5 separate regions of the Mus musculus genome follow, and regions 2, 3, 4 and 5 are each linked to region 1. Evidence: chromatin contacts called from public Hi-C data. All regions are on one chromosome and are shown on one strand. Each heading gives the region's core, a stretch centred on a gene start, on an enhancer-like site or on the middle of the called end of the contact. The rest is flanking DNA. Distances are from core to core; before and after follow the strand shown.

Region 1 (3,404 bases), core at 552-3,051:
CCAAACTAATTTCTTTTCCTAAAAGAGAAGTCAATTTTCCCACAGAAATTAAACTTCATGCTAATGTAGGCACGGAAGTGCAAACTTCTGGGGAACATGGACTGTGTTATGGCCACAGCTTTACCTTTAGCACGGTACCTATGTGGCCAGTGACTGGCGCAGAGAACGAGGACTTGTCCAATTAATGACTCATAAAATGTTAGCTGAGGAGCTGGAGAGATGGCTCAATGTTAAGGGCATATACTGCTTTTGCAGAGGACCCAAGTTTGATTCCTAGCACCCACATTTGGGGGCTCACGACCTCCTATATCTCCAGTTTCAGAGGAATCTGACCCCCTGGCCGTCCCCCTATGCTCCTCTGGCACCCGCTCAGCCCACTATATCTTTTAAAAAGTGTTAGTTGATCGGGTGTTTCTGTACATAGAGTTTCTTCTGTATCTTGCTATCCTCTCTGCTGGATTATCTATTGTGTTCTCTTGGTCTATTTTATAATTTATTGTACGTTTATGGAATATTAGGGTCTGTTGGGCTAATTTAAGAAAAGATTTTTTTTTCTTCTTCTTAGGGAAGATGCTTGTGTATGTTTATGGGCCAAGGAAGGAGTTATTGGGAAAGGTTTGTTTGAAGAGACATTGCAAGCCCCCAGGGATATGTGTGAGGGACGTGGTTGGTGGTGGAGGTGGTTAGGTTAAGGATAGATAGTACCCAAGGTAGCCCGGTGTTTTGATTTGTATAGATGACAGTTAGAGTGGAGAGTGGAGAGAGGCACAGTAGTAATGAAGACCAATGCGGTCAGAGGACGCTGAGGACAAGATCCAAGAGCCAGTTAAGGATGGTGACCAGGAGTTGCAGCGTCCCCTAGCTTCAGGTTTTGATGGTAATTTCCAACGTTGAAACAAATCAAACAAACAAAAAACCAAAGCTGGGTGGGAAATGCCAAAGTTTTAGAAGAAAAGAATTCTCAGAATATCACCAACCTTCAGATTCCTTTCAATGCTCCCCTGCAAAGCCCTACGCTTTCAGTAAGCGGGTTTTAGCTTGTTTTCTACTTTTAACGGCACAGCCCTGTTAGCAGGACAAAAATAACGGGTCATGTTAATACTAAGCTGAGCAAGTCAGGGCTTGATAACTCTTATCTGCAACACAAAACCCGAATTAAAAAAAGCTATATTCAACCTCACTTGAGTCAGATTCTGTGCCAACTGCCTTTCATGCACAGTTCTACCTAATCCTCAAACAAGACCACCAAAAACATTAACAACAAAAACAACAACAGTAAAACAACAGGGAGTAAACGCAGCTATAATTAACCCTCCTTTACCCACCAGAGGTGTGAGGCCTAGAGAAACAAGCGATTTGTTCAAAGACACATAGTTGGTGTTAGCGGAGTCCTGAAAGGATCCTGAAAGCTAATTAACTACCTCTTCACTCTGGACTACACAGGTAGAAGTCGGTCCAAGAGAGCTCTGAGAGCGGTCCTAAATTATATGTGCTCACGTTGTTGAACACATACGGTAACAGCGACTGGCTGGCGTCTAATGCCTGGCGCGCGTGATGCTCACATGCACCGTCCTCCCCGCTTCCTTCAGGATGGCTGAGGCAGCGTTAAGTCCTCTGGGGGGAGGGGGGGGGGGGTCTAGAACGATACTCTCTGGGTTGGATTCTTTCAGCCTGAACATCTGATCGGAAGGTCTAGAGGGCGGAGAAAAGTAGGCGGAGCCGGCCCTTGGAGCCGGTTGATGATTGGTTAGAAGGGGTACTGGGCGGAGCCTTGAGGTGGTAGGCGGAAGCGAGAAGCCGCAGTTACCGCGTAAGCCTCTGGGCTTCTCGGCGCGACCGCCGGCTGCCTGAGAAAGCCGGCGCTGTGCTTGGCCTCGGCTTCCCGGCCGAGAGTGGTGAGGCGGAGGCCGGGGAGGCGGGAGGCCCGCGGGGCCGGGGCGGGAGGCGAAGGTAAGGGAGGCGGCGAGGCATGGGCAGGCAGGGCGCGCAGTGGGAGGAAGGCCAGCGTGGGTCGCGGAGCACCGCCGGAGGGATGGCGAGGGCCCGGGGCTCTGCGGCCGAGACTCGGCCGGCGAGCGGGGAAGACCCGCCGGGAACCGGCTGGCTTCTGAGCGCCCGGCGGCCCTGTGTGGCGAGACCGGCCGCGGGCCTCCTGGGCCATCTCCCGCCGAGGCTTCCTTGACACAATGGAAGTTCTCTTGCCTCTCTGTTTTCCTAATGCTCGAACTTATTTTGGAGGTGGACCATGTCATCCCTTCCTCTGAGCGGGCGAGCTCAAGTCTCAGGGTGCAGCCTACTCTGGAAAAGAAAGTTCTGACCCACAGAAACCATTCCATGCTTGAGTGTGTCCACCAGCTTAAATGCTGGTTTTTGCCATTTGAGGCTTTTATTTTTCCTTTTTAACTTTAACGTAGTCCTGTTTTGAGGAGGAGGCTTTGTTTCCGAGTAAGTCGTTTCCCCTTTCCCAAGAGGTTCCCAAGAAAGGTTGAAAGTGAAATTTGATGGATGCATTTAGGAATTTAGGGTCTTCTGTCCTATGTAGGTTCTTAGGACATTCAGGGGAAGATGGCAATTCTGCATAAAGCAGGTCATTGCTGTGTATCTTAAGTGCGTAATGTGTTAAATGATGAAGGGTTGCTTCTTCAGTTGGTGCATCTTGTGTTGGTAGAGGTAGACGCCCAGCAAACCTCACCGTCTTGTTTTACATTTATTTGAGTCTCTTTCTGCCTCTCCAGGACTCCCACTCTGTCCCATTCCCTCTCCCCCCCCCCCGGGGGGGGGGAGTGAAAGAGAGATAGACAGAGACAGAGACCGACACACGTGCGGGGTGGCGGCGGGGGTTGGGTGGGGGGAAGATAGTCTTAGTTTCTTTCTCTTCGATTCATTAGGTTAAGGCTTGTGACTAAGGTCAGGACTTTTCTGAGAAGCAACACTAATTTCCTGAGTCCTCCCCCTCCCTTTGCCTCTTTCTGGAAAAGTTACGTGGATCACACTGGTTTTCCTTTAATGTTTCTGTTGTGCATGGGTCACAAAATGAACAATATGCCTTTCTTGATGGAAGCTAACATTGCTTGTATTCAGCTGTCCTGCATTAATAGATAAAAGTTTGAGAATTATACTTAAGAAAAAAACACTCTAGAAAATGATTACACTGCTGTTTTGAATTTCACCTACAGTTTTCGTATGAGCTGATAGGTCAAGCTACACTTTAATATCGAATTCATTTTCTGATTTGCTTCACCAAGATACTCATTTCAAATCTGTGTATACCACACTAGTGCAGAGAAACACTGCAGAAGTTGTTGGATAAGTAGGTTAATATTTCTAATTATGTATTCAGAAAGAGCCATCCTTTACAGTATAAACAGTTATTATGCTGCTAAAAATCAGAGTTGTAATTTTTT
Region 2 (3,404 bases), core at 355-2,854, 7.8 Mb before region 1:
TGAGGTGAGGTAGGAAGACAGGGAAATTTAAGGACATGGGATAGAAAGGTCCTCACCCTGCAGTCTAAAGTCTCTCACCAGCTGAGAGGTAAGAATTCAGCACAACTAGTCAGGATGTAATGGCACATACCTTTAATCCCAGCACTAGGGAGGCAGGTGGGTCTCTGTGAGCTTGAGACAGCCTGATCTACAGATCAGAATACCAGGGCAAGTAGGGCTACACAGAGATACCCTGTCTCCATAATAATAATAATTCCAGCACAATTAAAAAATCTTGCTGGGAGGTGGCCTACATGGAGGTATTTCTTTTTATAAGTAAGAATATTATAATAGTAACAAATCATGTCTAAGGCCAAAACGCATATGACCAGGTACGGCTTATCACCTTTCCTGTAAGATAGTTATTTTCTAGGATTCTCATGAGCAAGATTAAAGCTCCACCAGCAGTAAAAGACTTGTCTTTTTATATTTTGGGGGTTTTTTTGGTTTTGTTTCTTCTTTGTTTGTTTTTGAGACAAGATTTCTCCATGAAGCCCTGGCTGTCCTGGGACTTGCTCTGTAGATCAGGTTGGCCTGGAACTCAGAGATCTGCCTGCCTCTGCCTCCTGAATGTTGGGATTAAAAGCATGTGCCACCACTGACCTGTAAAAAAAGACACATCTTAACCTCCTTGTGCAATGTTAGTGAACCATGGTTTTACCTGATCAAACTATAGTATTAGCCCAAAGCATCTCTCTTGAAACATGAACTACAACTTCTTAGTAAACTTAAACTCTGCCTTATATTGACTCAATTAGAAATTCTTCTAGGGTCATCAGTAATCCTGTCTTCTCAAAGGAACACTTCAGGCTGCTCCAGCAGCATAGCGTAGCTGTAGCTACAGATCCTATCTTACTACCACTAATATACTTCAGAGACTTTTTCCCTTAGAATAATCGCCAGAATCCTTACTCTGTTATTCTGATACTTGGACTTTCTTGAAAAGTCCTGAGAGCAAACTTATTTTCTTTTCTTAAATCTAACTGCTTTCTGCTACTTCTTTCTTTAAAAACTAAAGGGAGCCGGGCGGTGGTGGCGCACGCCTTTAGTCTCAGCACTTCGGAGGCTGAGGCAGGCGGATTTATGAGTTCGAGGCCAGCCTTGTCTACAGAGTGAGTTCCAGGACAGCAAGAGCTATACAGTGAAACCCTGTCTCGGAAAAAACAAAACAACAAAACAAAACTAAAGGGCTTAATCCTTAATTATGATTCTGGCTTAAATCAAGGAATGACTTGTACCAGAGGAAACCTACGAGACGATTTCCATTGGTTTCCCTGTTGCAATCCTTCATTAGACTGAAATATCGAGTTTCAAAAATCTAATATCTCGAAATACTCCAGGGGCTGTTAGGACCAAGCAAGAGAAGGGCGAGGGATCCTGAACTAGACTTTAGGAAAAACTCCATAGAAAGGGAGCACGTGAGGTCAGAAAGCCACACGCGCGACCTCTCAGTGAGCTTCGTGCCACCCAGCTTTCTCCGGTCATCCTGCTCCCCAAAAATGTGGGGCCGTTTCTCTCCGGGGCTTTGAATTCCCGAGCAGGGCTACAGGTCCCTTCCGCTCACTCCCTTGACAGCAGAGCGCCTTCTCTTCCCCCGAACAATCTCTGGGTTGCAGGAGAGCAGATGGGCCGCCAGAAGGTACCGGGGTGTCTCCCCTGCCTTTCCGCGGCGGGCCTCCTCACCTGTGGATAAAGATGCTCCATGAACTGCTCCCGGGAGACGCCCCGCAGCCGGGGTACCGGAAGACGCTGCTCAGCCATGGTGAAATTCACAGGCCTGGGAATTTGGACGAGTTCTTCCACGCGTGATTTCCCCTGGAAACACTACTCCGGAAGAAATGGTCCGCGTAGGTGACTGACCCCAGAGGGCGGCGGCTGGTTCGAAGTGCGCACGGCGGGGAGCCCGAGGGCTTCGGCCTGGGCTGAGGGCTAACACAGCCGAAATGAGAGGACTCACCCGAGGCGGCGGCAGCGAGGCGGCCTTGGCTCCACTTCTCCAACCCCGGCGAGCTGGTTTCCCTCCGGCCTGCTTTCAGTACTGCACAGGCATGCAGAGGTGAAAGGTCACAAACATGGCGCTGGCCGCCCGTCTCCTACCTCTGCCCCTGCTTTCCCGGCCGCTGCCCGGCCCGGTCACCCGACTCCGGACTCTCGGTAGCACCGAGGTGAGGCTGACGCTGACTGAAATTTGCTGCCTGTGCCGCCGTCGCCTGGGCTCAAGCGCGGCTCCGATCCCTCGCTACACTCGGGCCTGGACAAGCCCTGCGTTGCGTTCCTGGAGCTCCCGAAGATCCCTTCTCGGCCGGGTAGAACATCCTCCAGCCCTCGCTTCTTTACCCGCTAGTCCCAGCCGCAGCTACAGCACCGAGGAGCAGCCCCAGCAACGCCAGAGAACCAGAATGATCATTCTGGGATTTTCCAATCCCATCAACTGGGTCCGGACTCGAATTTACGCCTTCCTTATTTGGGCCTATTTCGACAAAGAGTTCAGTATCGCTGAGTTCTCTGAAGGGGCGAAGCAGGTTTGTTTGCTCCCCTAACTGACCTCTCTGCCTCGTGCATTCAGCGTTTCCGTGATCAAGTGTTTAGCCATGAAGTTTCTTCATTGCGACCCGTGGTATCCAACGATGGTAGTGACCTAGACACTGAATCTTTCGGCCACTTCAGGACTTTAATAAGCTTCTAAGTGTGTTCGCATGGTCGTCAGGGAGGAGGGGTTCATTCAAGAAACTAGGATGAAGGCCTAAGTTCAAAGCCTGTTTGTCAGTGCCACTCTAAAATTAGTTAATCCTTTGGGTATGATTTTTCCAGAATTAGAAGATTAGAGAAGACAGTGCCTGGCACACATAGTAGGCACTTCATAAGTATTTGTTAAGTAAATCGAATGGAGTAAGTTATGGTGAGGAATAAGATAACACTGCCAAAGTAATAACATATCATTTCAGGTACAAAGGCAGTTTCCTACCAGCTGTTTGACAGATCTGAATTGCCTTCTGCATTCTCTACCTATATATTCTGTCAAGGATAAGAGTTTGCTGAGGCTGCTGGTCTACTTAGTGTCCAGGTCTAGCACACTGGTGATTCCTAGCTCTGACTTTGCCCATCGTGACCTTTCTGAATAGCAAGTGATGTTGCCTTAACAATGGTCACTTTGAATCTCAAGATCATTGACACAGTTTGTGTGTACATGCTTTTCTTTCCAGGAAGACTTTTTAAATCTCCTTTCATTTTCTTAGGTTGTCAGTCCCTAGCATTTCAAAACTGTTGATTAATACAAAGGTAGAAGTCATAGTTTATTCTCCAGTTCATACTGGAATAGACCATCAGGATAATAATTTAACAACATTGACTATATGCTGGTATTT
Region 3 (3,404 bases), core at 284-2,783, 7.1 Mb after region 1:
ATTTTCGAGACAGGGTTTCTCTGTGTAGCTCTGGCTGTCCTGGAACCCACTCTGTAGACCAAGCTGGCCTTGAACTCAGAAATCCACCTGCCTCCCAAGTGCTGGGATTAAAGGCGTGTGCCACCACCGCCCCGCAACTCTTGTAAGAAAAGTCATTTCATTGGGGCGGGTTTACAGTTTCAGAGATGTGGCCCAATCTCATCATGGTGTGGTGGGAAGCATGCTGGTAGGCTCTGGAACAGTAGCTGAGAGCGAATTCCTGGAGCACGGGCAGAAAAAGATTCTGGACTTGGCATGGGCTTTTGAAACCTCAAAGACCACACCCAGTGACACACTTCCACCAACAAGGCCACACCTTCTAACCCTTGTAATCCTTTCAAACATTCCACTGCCTGGTGACTGAGCATTCAAATATATGAGTCTGTGGGGGCCATTCTTATTCAAACCATCACTGGTACCTTTACCTAAAGGATTTAAATGCTAATGACAATCCATTAAGTAGTTGATGGTTACAAAGTGATTTAAAGTTACAAATATAAGAAAACACAACAAAATCTCTGTAATAGGATGTATCAGGATGGTGTTTGTGTTTGGCATAAGAGGTCCCAAAGCCTTGGGGGCAACTCTAAGCCCAAATCCTACAATATTGAGTACTTACACATAAACACATTTAGAAGTTTGGTCTTTTAGTATTTTGCCCTTTATATTTGGCAGATTGTCTTTTACTTGAGGCTGGGTCTCATATAGTTTAGGCTTTGCCTGATCTGGTCCTCCATTCTGCAATTTCCAGTGGCAGTGGTTGGAAAGCATCCTACCCAGCTTTATTCCCTATAACACTCAAAGAGGCACAGAACCAGCCCAGAGCCTACAGCTCTTCGGGGTAAATTCCTCTCAGGATTATGTCTGTCCTTAAACTGAAAATGATCTAAGGTTCTGGGTACCAAGGAGCTAATAAGAGTAGTGACTGTCCACTCTTCACTCCCACGTGCCAAACATCATCGATCCCTGCATTATTATTGCATTTGATGTTAACCATCGGTATTTTTTAGCCTGAAAACTGTAGAAAAGTTCAAAGACATCACACAATTTATTAAGGATTTCAATATATGACATTTTTTTTTTTTGGTCAAGATTTACTACAGTTTTTACCTAAGTAGGTTTGCCTTGACAACATTGTGAAAACACCTAACAGAAAATCACTAGCCTGCTAGACTCCCTGTGGAGCCAGCCTCTCAACAAGGGAAGATTGTCTTAAGACAACGCGAACTAGGAGCAGTAGGTCCACCCTTCAGCCACCGTCCTGCCTCAGAGTTTATCCAGTGCATCTGGCCGTGGACATGCCCCCTTCAGGTCTTTCTATTTCCGGTGGATTCCAAACCGCAATAGTCTGTGAGTCGGCCTGTGAATCGCGGAGGCCGCGGGGAAGAGCTGATTTGCACGTCCTGCCTCCACGCGAGGGGCGTGGCGACGTGCACAGGCCTAATTTGGGCTTGTGTTGTCACGCCCTTCGCGAGGGGGCGGGGCATGCAAATCATACTCGGCGTGCGCGCTCGGGAACGCCGGGAGAGCCCGGGTCGTGGACGTTGAATCTGAAGCCGTGGGTGCTGGAGTGGGAGTGAGGTGTGGAGGGCGCAGACGCGGATCGGAGGAGGAAGGAACCGCGGGGGAGGCAGGAAGTGAGGGTTGCGAGCGGTCACCACAAAGGTAATGTGTCTCACGGACGCAGAGCATGGCTGCGTGGTCTGTATTTGGTATCGCTTCTCGGCCTTTTGGCTAAGATCAAGTGTAGTATCTGTTCTTATCAGTTTAATATCTGATACGTCCTCTATCCGAGGACAATATATTAAATGGATTTTTGGAACTAGGAGTTGGAATAGGAGCTTGCTCCGTCCACTCCACGCATCGACCTGGTATTGCAGTACCTCCAGGAACGGTGCAACCCCTCTGGGGAACAATGTTGGTTAAATGTAAGACATTTAGGACTATTATAGCTCGTAAATACAGGCTGCAGTTACTTTTTCTGTCTTCTTTTCTACTTTGTAGTTACCCGGGTCTCGTTAACCCCTCTTTGATAGACCAGGCTGGCCTCTAACTCGGAAGTCCGCCTGCTTGCCGCCAGTTGATCTTTTTCTATTGCTTTACTTTTCTTATTATTATTCAGGTTTCATATTTCCACTACCAGGCTTTTCAGGCAGAGCAGCTCGCTTCTTTACTTTTTTACACAGTCTTTCCATCCACTGGTCAATAACTGTGATTAGGTGGGAAAGACTCTAAGGTTTTTATCTCTTTTTTTCCCCTCTGGGGAATAATGCTGGTTTAATAAGAGACCTAGAAATTAGGCCAACGTGGATTTCTTACCAACCTGTTAGTTTTACTGCACATCACTCTACATTGCTGCATAATATTCTACATAATGTCTAGCTTTTGATCTGGAAAGAGCTGTGAGGCTGTAAGGTTACTAAGATGGACAAGTTATTTTCAGCTTACTGTCACAAAACACTTGCTAGTTATGTAAGTCTGGTGGCATTAAAAACTCTTAGGCTTGCATAATTTTTCTGAAAGCTAAAATTTTGTTGACTGTTTATGCCTATGCTGATTTTCACAGCAAAGACCCGCTCTAGGTATGTTATTTTTGTACAGTAACCTATAAATAATGATTCACTGACAGAAGTTGTGTCAGAGTCCTAGATTCTTCTGAAATAAATTATTTTTAAAAGGATTTATTTATTTATTGTACATATATGAGTACTGTACCTGCCTTCAGACACACCAGAAGAGGGCATCAGATCCCATTACAGATGGTTGTGAGTCACCATGTGGTTGCTGGGAATTGAACTCAGGACCCCCGCAAGAGCAGTCAGTCCTTTTTTTTTTTTTTTTAAGATTTATTTATTTATGATATGTAAGTACACTGTACTTCAGACACTCCAGAAGAGGGAGTCAGATCTCGTTATGGATGGTTGTGAGCCACCATGTGGTTGCTGGGATTTGAACTCTGGACCTTCAGAAGAGCAGTCGGGTGCTTTTACCCACTGAGCCATCTCACCAGCCCCTGAAATAAATTCTAGTGACTGTCCTGAGAAGAATGGGTAGAGTGCTGCCATTTTGTCCAAACTCAGGCGATTGTTTAAGCCTGAAGAATTAAGCAAAGTAATTTGGAGCTGTTCCCATTACAATGTGTTATCAAAAAGTGAAAAATGCCAACAACAACATCAAATTAACTACAGCTGGTACCCGGCAATGGCCTGCACATACGACCCCCACCCCCACCCCATTGCATGCATAATTTTAAAATAAGATGAAAATAAATGTTTAGGAGCTTGAGAAATAGCTCAGAGGTTAAGTTAGGGCACTGTCTGGGAGCCAATACCTTGACTTCCATGGGTACCAGGCGCACAGACATA
Region 4 (3,404 bases), core at 320-2,819, 6.4 Mb after region 1:
TAGTTCCTGTAGAAATCTAATGTGGTTGGCCAGGGAAGTCCCCTGGAAGTCCAGGAGCACCAGGCTCACACATGTAAACAAACCTTCACGCAGGCAAAACACCCATATACTTAAAATAAAATTTTAAAGATAAGATAAAGAGAAATATTTCTTGGAAACACCTTTGCCCACTGAGCCACTCACTTGTTCTTCCTGAATTTTGACTATTTCATACCCTCTTATAGTAGCTAACTAAAGGCTGATTACAATCTTATATGCGTGGAACTAATTATTCTAATATCTGTCACCTTTTGTTGTTTGTTTAACATTTTTGAGACAAGGTCTTGCTGTTTCTTTGGCAGGTATGGGACTTAAAGTGTGGACCAAACTAGCTCCAAACTTGCAATGATCTTTCTGAACCTTGTTCACCTCTGTACATTGAAAGTTGTGAACACATCCTGAAGACACTCTCATGATCCTAATATATCTTCCTTAGAAACATGAGAGGTGTTCAGAGCAAGGAGTTAACACGTTCTGAGGTCAGAAAAATGAGATAGATATTTGATCAATAGATATTTGGAGAAGGAAAAAGAGATTGGACTATTAGAGAGGAAAGACAAGAAGCAGACTAGCATCCAAATAATAGGAAAATGGACTTTGCACAGATTGGGAGACTAGACTGGAAATAAAAAGCTAAGCTTTCTATAGAATTGTACAATTTTAGGCTCCTTTATAGAATTTTTAAGTTCTTTTTTGGAATTGTATTAAAGAACATTACAAAAGAAAACATAATCAAAAAATTAATTCTAAACATTAATGTTAAAAATAGGGCTGTTAGCCGGGCAGTGGTGGCACATGCCTTTAATCCCAGCACTTGGGAGGCAGAGGCAGGCTGATTTCTGAGTTCGAAGCCAGCCTGGTTACAGAGTGAGTTCCAGGACAGCCAGGAATACATAGAGAAACCCTGTCTCGGAAAAAAAAAAAAAATAGGGCTGTGTATACAGCAAGATATGTTTATTTTGTGCCAAAGGTGTCACTTTTATTAAAAAGAAGCAGATGAGCTCAATTTTGCTATTCCTATTTTTAATAACTTAAGTCTTGAAACCTTTACTCCTGCCACCTGGGCTTGAAGGAAAAGAGCATTTTACACATGGTGATCTTGATGTAAATTCCAGGCCATTTTATAATGTGGTATGAAAAACTTCAAATGACGGTCATTTTACTTCTTTGGGGCTCTCAACTGTGGAGGCAATGACTTCATGCGTAGGTCTCCCAGACCTGTAAAAGGGAGACCATAGCAGAAGGCTTCTCTAATCCTTTCTGACATCGTCAGACAGGGTCTGTTTAGTCCTCTCGCTAGTTTCCCCCAATCAGTGCTCCAGCCGCCGCGGCCCCACCTCCCGGGACCTCAGCAGCAGCACCCCAGATGCGCGCGAACCGCGAGTCCCCACGCCCAGATCTGGGTTCGGAAAGAGGAAGCCCGCGGCTACAGATCCCAGGCTCCGGAGTTAGCAGCCGCCCCGCCCAGCGGCGCCTTCCACCCTAGGCTGCAGCTCACTGGAGGAGGGGCGGGACCTCGGGGTCACGTGGGGTCGACACGCCCTGCCCACTGCTTCCTGAACCGCGGGGTCCGGCCTGCCTGCCTACGCACGTGGCCTGTCCGTCCCTTGACTCCGCGACCCAACGCAGCATGGCTCCGTCTCAGCTTGGTGAGGCCCTCGCGATGCATCATAGGGGTCCTGCCTGCACCATCCCCGCCACCCACTCATGCCGCTGGCCGAGCTGGGGAGGCCCCGGGCCCGGCCTGCAGGCTGGGTGTCCCCAGTGCTGGGCCCTGGGCCTGCAGTTGCATGAGTCCCCTTCCCAGGAGTCCTCCCCGGGAGATCTCGGTGCCAGAAGCCGCGAGTAATGAGAACTGCCTTCTCTTTCAGCCCTGTTCAGTGTGTCTGACAAAACTGGCCTCGTGGAATTTGCCAGAAGTCTCGCGTCTCTTGGTTTGAGTCTGGTCGCTTCCGGAGGCACGGCAAAAGCGATCAGGGATGCTGGCCTGGCAGTCAGGTAAGGCAGTAGGTAGCGTTAAAGGGAGAAAAACGTTGTGACCATATTCACCAGAAAGCCATGCAAAAAACTGACAAAACACAGGGAGAAGTTAGGTTAGAACTAGGGAGCCTTGAGTTTTAGAGTCCTAGCACCCAGCCACTGTTTGCAAACAAATTAACTTCGGAGGGCCATGTGTTATGCAGAATAAACACGAATGTTCAGGTTCCATGGCCTGGCTTTGACTGGTTGCACAGTTAGACTGTAACATCTTTGAAGATCTGTATCTCCCTCTTCATAGCCTCACCCATCAGAAAGTACCAGTGGCTCGATCACACTCATCTCCTGACTAACAGTGGGAAGGGTTTGACAAGAGATGTCAGGAGATGACCCTGAAGGTCTGGAAGGTAGAAAAGGAAAAAGACCTTAGTTCCCTGGCTGTTTTCATTGCCATTATAACTCTTGGTTTGTGGAGAATCCCTATAGAGGTAAATTATTCACCTCTTCATAACTCTTGTTTGTGTAAGCAGTACATAACCCCTGTACATTTGACAGCTTCAGACAGCAAGAATGCCTTTACTTAGTAAATGTCTTCAGTGGATTCTCTTGTGACTTATGGGAGTCCGGAGCATCAGGGACAGCAGACAAGTAGGCTCCTGTGAGGTGCAGTTGAGTTACTGTGGAGCTGGTATGGGTAGGCCATTGTTGCTGTGGCATTTACGATGAAGTACGAGGAGTTCTTGCATTGTCTATCGCCTAGTTTAAATGTTTCTCAGATGGTCATTCATATTTCCACGCCACTGCCCAGTATTTGCTTGCCCCGTTACGCCTTCTCGTATTCTTTTGGTGGTATGGAAGACTGACCCCAATGTCCAGTCCACTCCTGAGCTGTATCCCTAGTTCATTTTTTATGCTTTGCTTCAGAAACTTTTAAAACTTAGAGCCAGGGTCTCTGTAGGTTGCCCAGGCTGGCCTTGAACTTGTGATCCTCCTGCCTCTTCCTCCTTGAGTGAGTTGGAGTATGGATATCTTTTAGAAATTAGAACTATGTCCTGTTAAAGAGTAAGTGTTTTTGTTTGTTTATGCGGGTCCTGGTGCATGGGAGACAAACTTTGTACACCTGAGCCATATTTCCAGTCCAAACATATTTTTAATGTTTTTGTTGTTGTTAAATTCACTATAAATGATTCTCAGTAGAATCTCTTTGCTTTGTTTGTTTGCTTTTGGTTTTTCAGGCAATGGTTTCCCTATGTTGTCCTGGAACTTTATCTGTAGACCAGGCTGGGCTTGAACTCACAGAGATCCACTTGCCCCTGCCTCCTGAGTGATGGGATTAAAGACGTGTGCCACCACTGCCCTTGAATTTCATAATTAAAGGTTGTTAAGAG
Region 5 (3,404 bases), core at 568-3,067, 5.1 Mb before region 1:
GGAGGGAACAATTCTAGGACAGCCAGGTCTACACAAAGAAACCCTGTCTTGAAAAACCAAAAATACAACAAAAAAAGGGGGTGGGGGTGGTGGTTTTTTCCAAAAAGGATTGTGTGAATGTTTATACAACTCTATTAGTATGATGCACCTGAATTCTATACATTATGTATATATATATATATATATATATATATACACACACACACACACACACACATATATATATATATATATATTTTTTTTTTTTTTTTTTTTTTTTGGTTTTTCGAGACAGGGTTTTTCTGTATAGCCCTGGCTGTCCTGGAACTCACTTTGTAGACCAGGCTGGCCTCCAACTCAGAAATCCACCTGCCTCTGCCTGCCGAGTCGTGGAATTAAAGGCGAGCGCCATTATACATGTATCACCAGCAACGTTGACATCTATATGACTTATTAATATATAGACACAGAAGTACACACATACAAATATATACACACAGTCCTTGTTTTATCAACTAGAGAGAAGCCAAGGTCCTCTGAAATGAGGAAATTCCCTTATAGTGGTTGTCTGCAGGCAAGTCTGCGGGAACATTTTCTGGACTAATAACTGATGTAGGAGGAACCAGCCCACTGAGTAGAGCCACCCTGTATTTTAAAAGCAAACTTAGCTAGCTAGCCATTGGGAGAGCAAATGCAGCTTGCCCCCACCCCCACCCCTCACCTCTGGTTTCTGCTTCAGTTCCTGCCAGGAGTTCCTCCTATCTTGGCCTCCTCTGAGATGACTGTAACCCTTTCCTCCCCAAATTGCTTTTTGTCAGTGTTTTATCACAACAAGAGAAACCTAAGTTGGACACACTCACACAAAATACACCTAATCAAATCGGACACTGAATTGGCTTCATTCTAATTAAAAAAACAGCTCTACAAACTCCATAGCCAGTTTCTAGTCTGTTTGGGGGGGGGGGGGGGATGAAGTTGTGCTTTCAGAAACCACGAGACACCGTTAACGGACAAGCCTGTTCAACTCTCAAATTACTGACATGATGTGTGCAGCATGCAGAAAGCAAACGTGAAGCCCTGGTCCTCCACACACGTCAAATTATGAAAAGCTCATGAAAGTGGGTAGAAAACGGAGATTTAAGAAGACGTGAACACCGCTTCCAAATGAGACAGGGCAGAAGTGCGGGGCACGTGAAGGGGAAGGCGAATGAAGTCTTTTTTATTTTTTTCTATCAGTCAGCTTATCTTATTTGCAATAAATTCTTTTAATTGTAGCCATTATAATTATTAAAGTTCTTTCAACTTTGATTTACTAAAACCTTGTCCGTTTCTTCTTTAATGTATATCCCCAGTCAAAACAGCAAGGATCAAATCGAAGGAGTCTTCAAACGAGATCGGCTCCTGGAAGACAGGGACAGAAGCTGGAACCCTTACTTACTTCTTGTTCTCGCTGTAGAAACGTGCCTGGAGTTGTGCCATGGCTGAATATACACACGAGACTTCTCCACGAAAATGTGTGCGTTGATAATCAAGCAGCTCTAAGGTAGACTGCGCCGCAAGCGCAGCAGGAGCTAGGCTTCAGTTAGCTCCCTCAGGTTCCTACAGAACATACCACGAGGTTCGATTTCCACCAGCGCCCAGCCCGCACACATCAAGTACCTATTCCGAGATTTAGGAAACATCGATTAGTCAAGCGTAGTCCTAAAAGCATCCAGTCCCCTTAAGACTTTTGTTTCTTATCTATCTAGATTCGTAATCTATTAGGAAAATAAAGAAAATAACTAGCTTGAGCCAAATTTTAAGCGTGTCTTTAGACCCAGACCCTTTAGACTCAGCGCTCAGATACTACAAACCCCAGAAGGGAGCGCGTTTCAGACCCTCTGAACACTGGGAGTTGTAGGCTTTATTTATTTTGCCACACCGCATTTAGGGTCTCATATCTGCTTTTAATACTCCTTTCTCCGGGCAGATATTACACTTCCTGCTTCTTTATTCTGAGTGACAAAGGTCCCATCTGTTCGTCTTGTGTGCACTGTTCCAACAGCCAAATTCGGCCGAGACCATGTGTTCTTACCTCTGGCTTCAGAGCGGAAACTCGGGAAAGGAGAACGAGTCGGAAGGGAACTGGGCGACGGTGGCTGAGAAGGGTCTAATCTGATGGACCTGCGCTGCGCCTCCAGGAGGGGTGCGCCTGCGCATTGTGCTGGTCTCCACGGCGCGGCCTCGGAGCCAAGACGAGGTTGAGTAGTCTCGTTTTGAATTTTCTCCCTTCTGCTTACGGCGGACTCCCCTCTCGCGTTGTGGGGCTCGCTGCGGCGGCAGGGTTGGGGGAGCCGGAGGCCTGGCAGAGCTGTCTGTGCCCAGCGACCGGACGCTCCCTCCCAACCTCCCTTCGTCCCCCTGCCGCCTCCTCCCGTCACCTCCTGACCCTCCCGGGCTGGGAGCAACCGCCGGCCCCCGCCCCCGGCCGTCGCCGGACGCCGCTGTGCGCTGTCCCTGCGCCCTCGTCCGCCTCCACGGCGGCTCCTTCGCCGTGGGCCCGGGAGGGGCCCCGCGGCCGGGAGAAGGCAGGCTGCCGCAGGGGGAGGCGAGGTGTCTGTCCCGCAGAGGGTGCGGAGCCCGAGAACGCACCACCGCCACGGAGCATCCGAGTCCTGGGCCGGAGCGCCCGCCCGAGAGGGGCCTCTCCCCTCCTTTCCGAGTCTGACGTTTAGAAAAGTGTCCTCTGCACCTTCTCCCCTGCTTTCGGGCTTCTTTTATTATTATTATTATTATTAATTATTAATTATTTTTTTAATCTTGATGTCACTCAAAGGCTTGTCTCGGTCTCAATGGTCTCGATTATTACTCTAGTTATTTTCCTGAGTGGAGAATAGATGGGGGCTATTACTCTTAAGATCCCAAAGTCACTTTTTTAAGGCATTCGTCTGAAAACCTCCGGGGGTAGGGTGGGGTACAGGGACACACTACTCTGAGACAGCAATTTAGAGTCAGGCAGAACTGGATTGCAAAATGTGTTGGCTTAGCGGTATGAGTGAACCAGTGAATATGGTGAGAGGTTTTCTATATGTCGCCTAATTAAATTTAAATCCGTAGAAAACTAGAAGTTATCTAGTCAGTTGGAGGCGAAAACAATCATTTGTTAAGTGGACAACGACCCAAAAAGCATGACTGTTCTCAGTTTATTCATTTTACAGAATTGCATGCCCCATTACAGGAATGCCTGAATTTGATTCTACCTGTTACTTAACCTCTGTGCCACACTAAGATTAGCTGTGACAATTTAATGTCGCATAAGAAGCACTCAGAAAATGTTAACTATTTTTCTCATAAGAGCTACCAATAGAAGTTTTTACCACTGATGTAGGTGGAGGCATAAAATGAGAAAAACCTCTGCCCAAAATACAGGGAAAAAAAATTTCCTT

What was found. Hi-C and Micro-C count contacts between places; a contact is called where the count stands out from the background.
Region 2: a contact with region 1 is called in a Hi-C map of B cells, with 5 read pairs. The contact joins the promoter of Maip1 here to the promoter of Pikfyve in region 1. A contact is called at or near these places in 2 of 484 Hi-C or Micro-C datasets (B cells and CD4 T cells).
Region 3: a contact with region 1 is called in a Hi-C map of regulatory T cells, with 6 times the contacts expected there. The contact joins the promoter of D230017M19Rik here to the promoter of Pikfyve in region 1. A contact is called at or near these places in 1 of 39 promoter capture datasets (cranial neural crest) and 2 of 484 Hi-C or Micro-C datasets (CD4 T cells and regulatory T cells).
Region 4: a contact with region 1 is called in a Hi-C map of CD8 T cells, with 13 times the contacts expected there. The contact joins the promoter of Atic here to the promoter of Pikfyve in region 1. A contact is called at or near these places in 4 of 484 Hi-C or Micro-C datasets (CD4 T cells, CD8 T cells, double positive thymocytes and 1 more).
Region 5: a Hi-C map of uterus shows a contact between it and region 1, with 18 times the contacts expected there. The contact joins the promoter of Wdr12 here to the promoter of Pikfyve in region 1.

The regions. Positions count from the first base shown.
Region 1 is chr1:65,184,884-65,188,287 of GRCm38.p6, forward strand. It overlaps Pikfyve (phosphoinositide kinase, FYVE type zinc finger containing), which reads left to right and starts at 1,802. Exons shown (of 42, transcript NM_001310624.1): 1 at 1,802-1,950. It also overlaps a transcript of Idh1 not described here.
Region 2 is chr1:57,404,662-57,408,065 of GRCm38.p6, forward strand. It overlaps Maip1 (matrix AAA peptidase interacting protein 1), which reads left to right and starts at 1,605. Exons shown (of 5, transcript NM_001081181.3): 1 at 1,605-2,561. The coding sequence starts at 2,112. Tyw5 (tRNA-yW synthesizing protein 5) reads right to left here and starts at 2,013. Exons shown (of 8, transcript NM_001037742.2): 1 at 1,723-2,013. The coding sequence starts at 1,800.
Region 3 is chr1:72,242,460-72,245,863 of GRCm38.p6, forward strand. D230017M19Rik (RIKEN cDNA D230017M19 gene) reads left to right here and starts at 1,534. Exons shown (of 4, transcript NR_155355.1): 1 at 1,534-1,704. Gm24497 (a small nuclear RNA gene) reads left to right here and starts at 1,754; the gene lies at 1,754-1,944.
Region 4 is chr1:71,555,587-71,558,990 of GRCm38.p6, forward strand. It overlaps Atic (5-aminoimidazole-4-carboxamide ribonucleotide formyltransferase/IMP cyclohydrolase), which reads left to right and starts at 1,570. Exons shown (of 16, transcript NM_026195.3): 1 at 1,570-1,688; 2 at 1,911-2,037. The coding sequence starts at 1,670.
Region 5 is chr1:60,096,090-60,099,493 of GRCm38.p6, forward strand. It overlaps Wdr12 (WD repeat domain 12), which reads right to left and starts at 1,818. Exons shown (of 13, transcript NM_021312.5): 1 at 1,418-1,818. The coding sequence starts at 1,458. It overlaps Carf (calcium response factor), which reads left to right and starts at 2,158. Exons shown (of 16, transcript NM_139150.5): 1 at 2,158-2,218.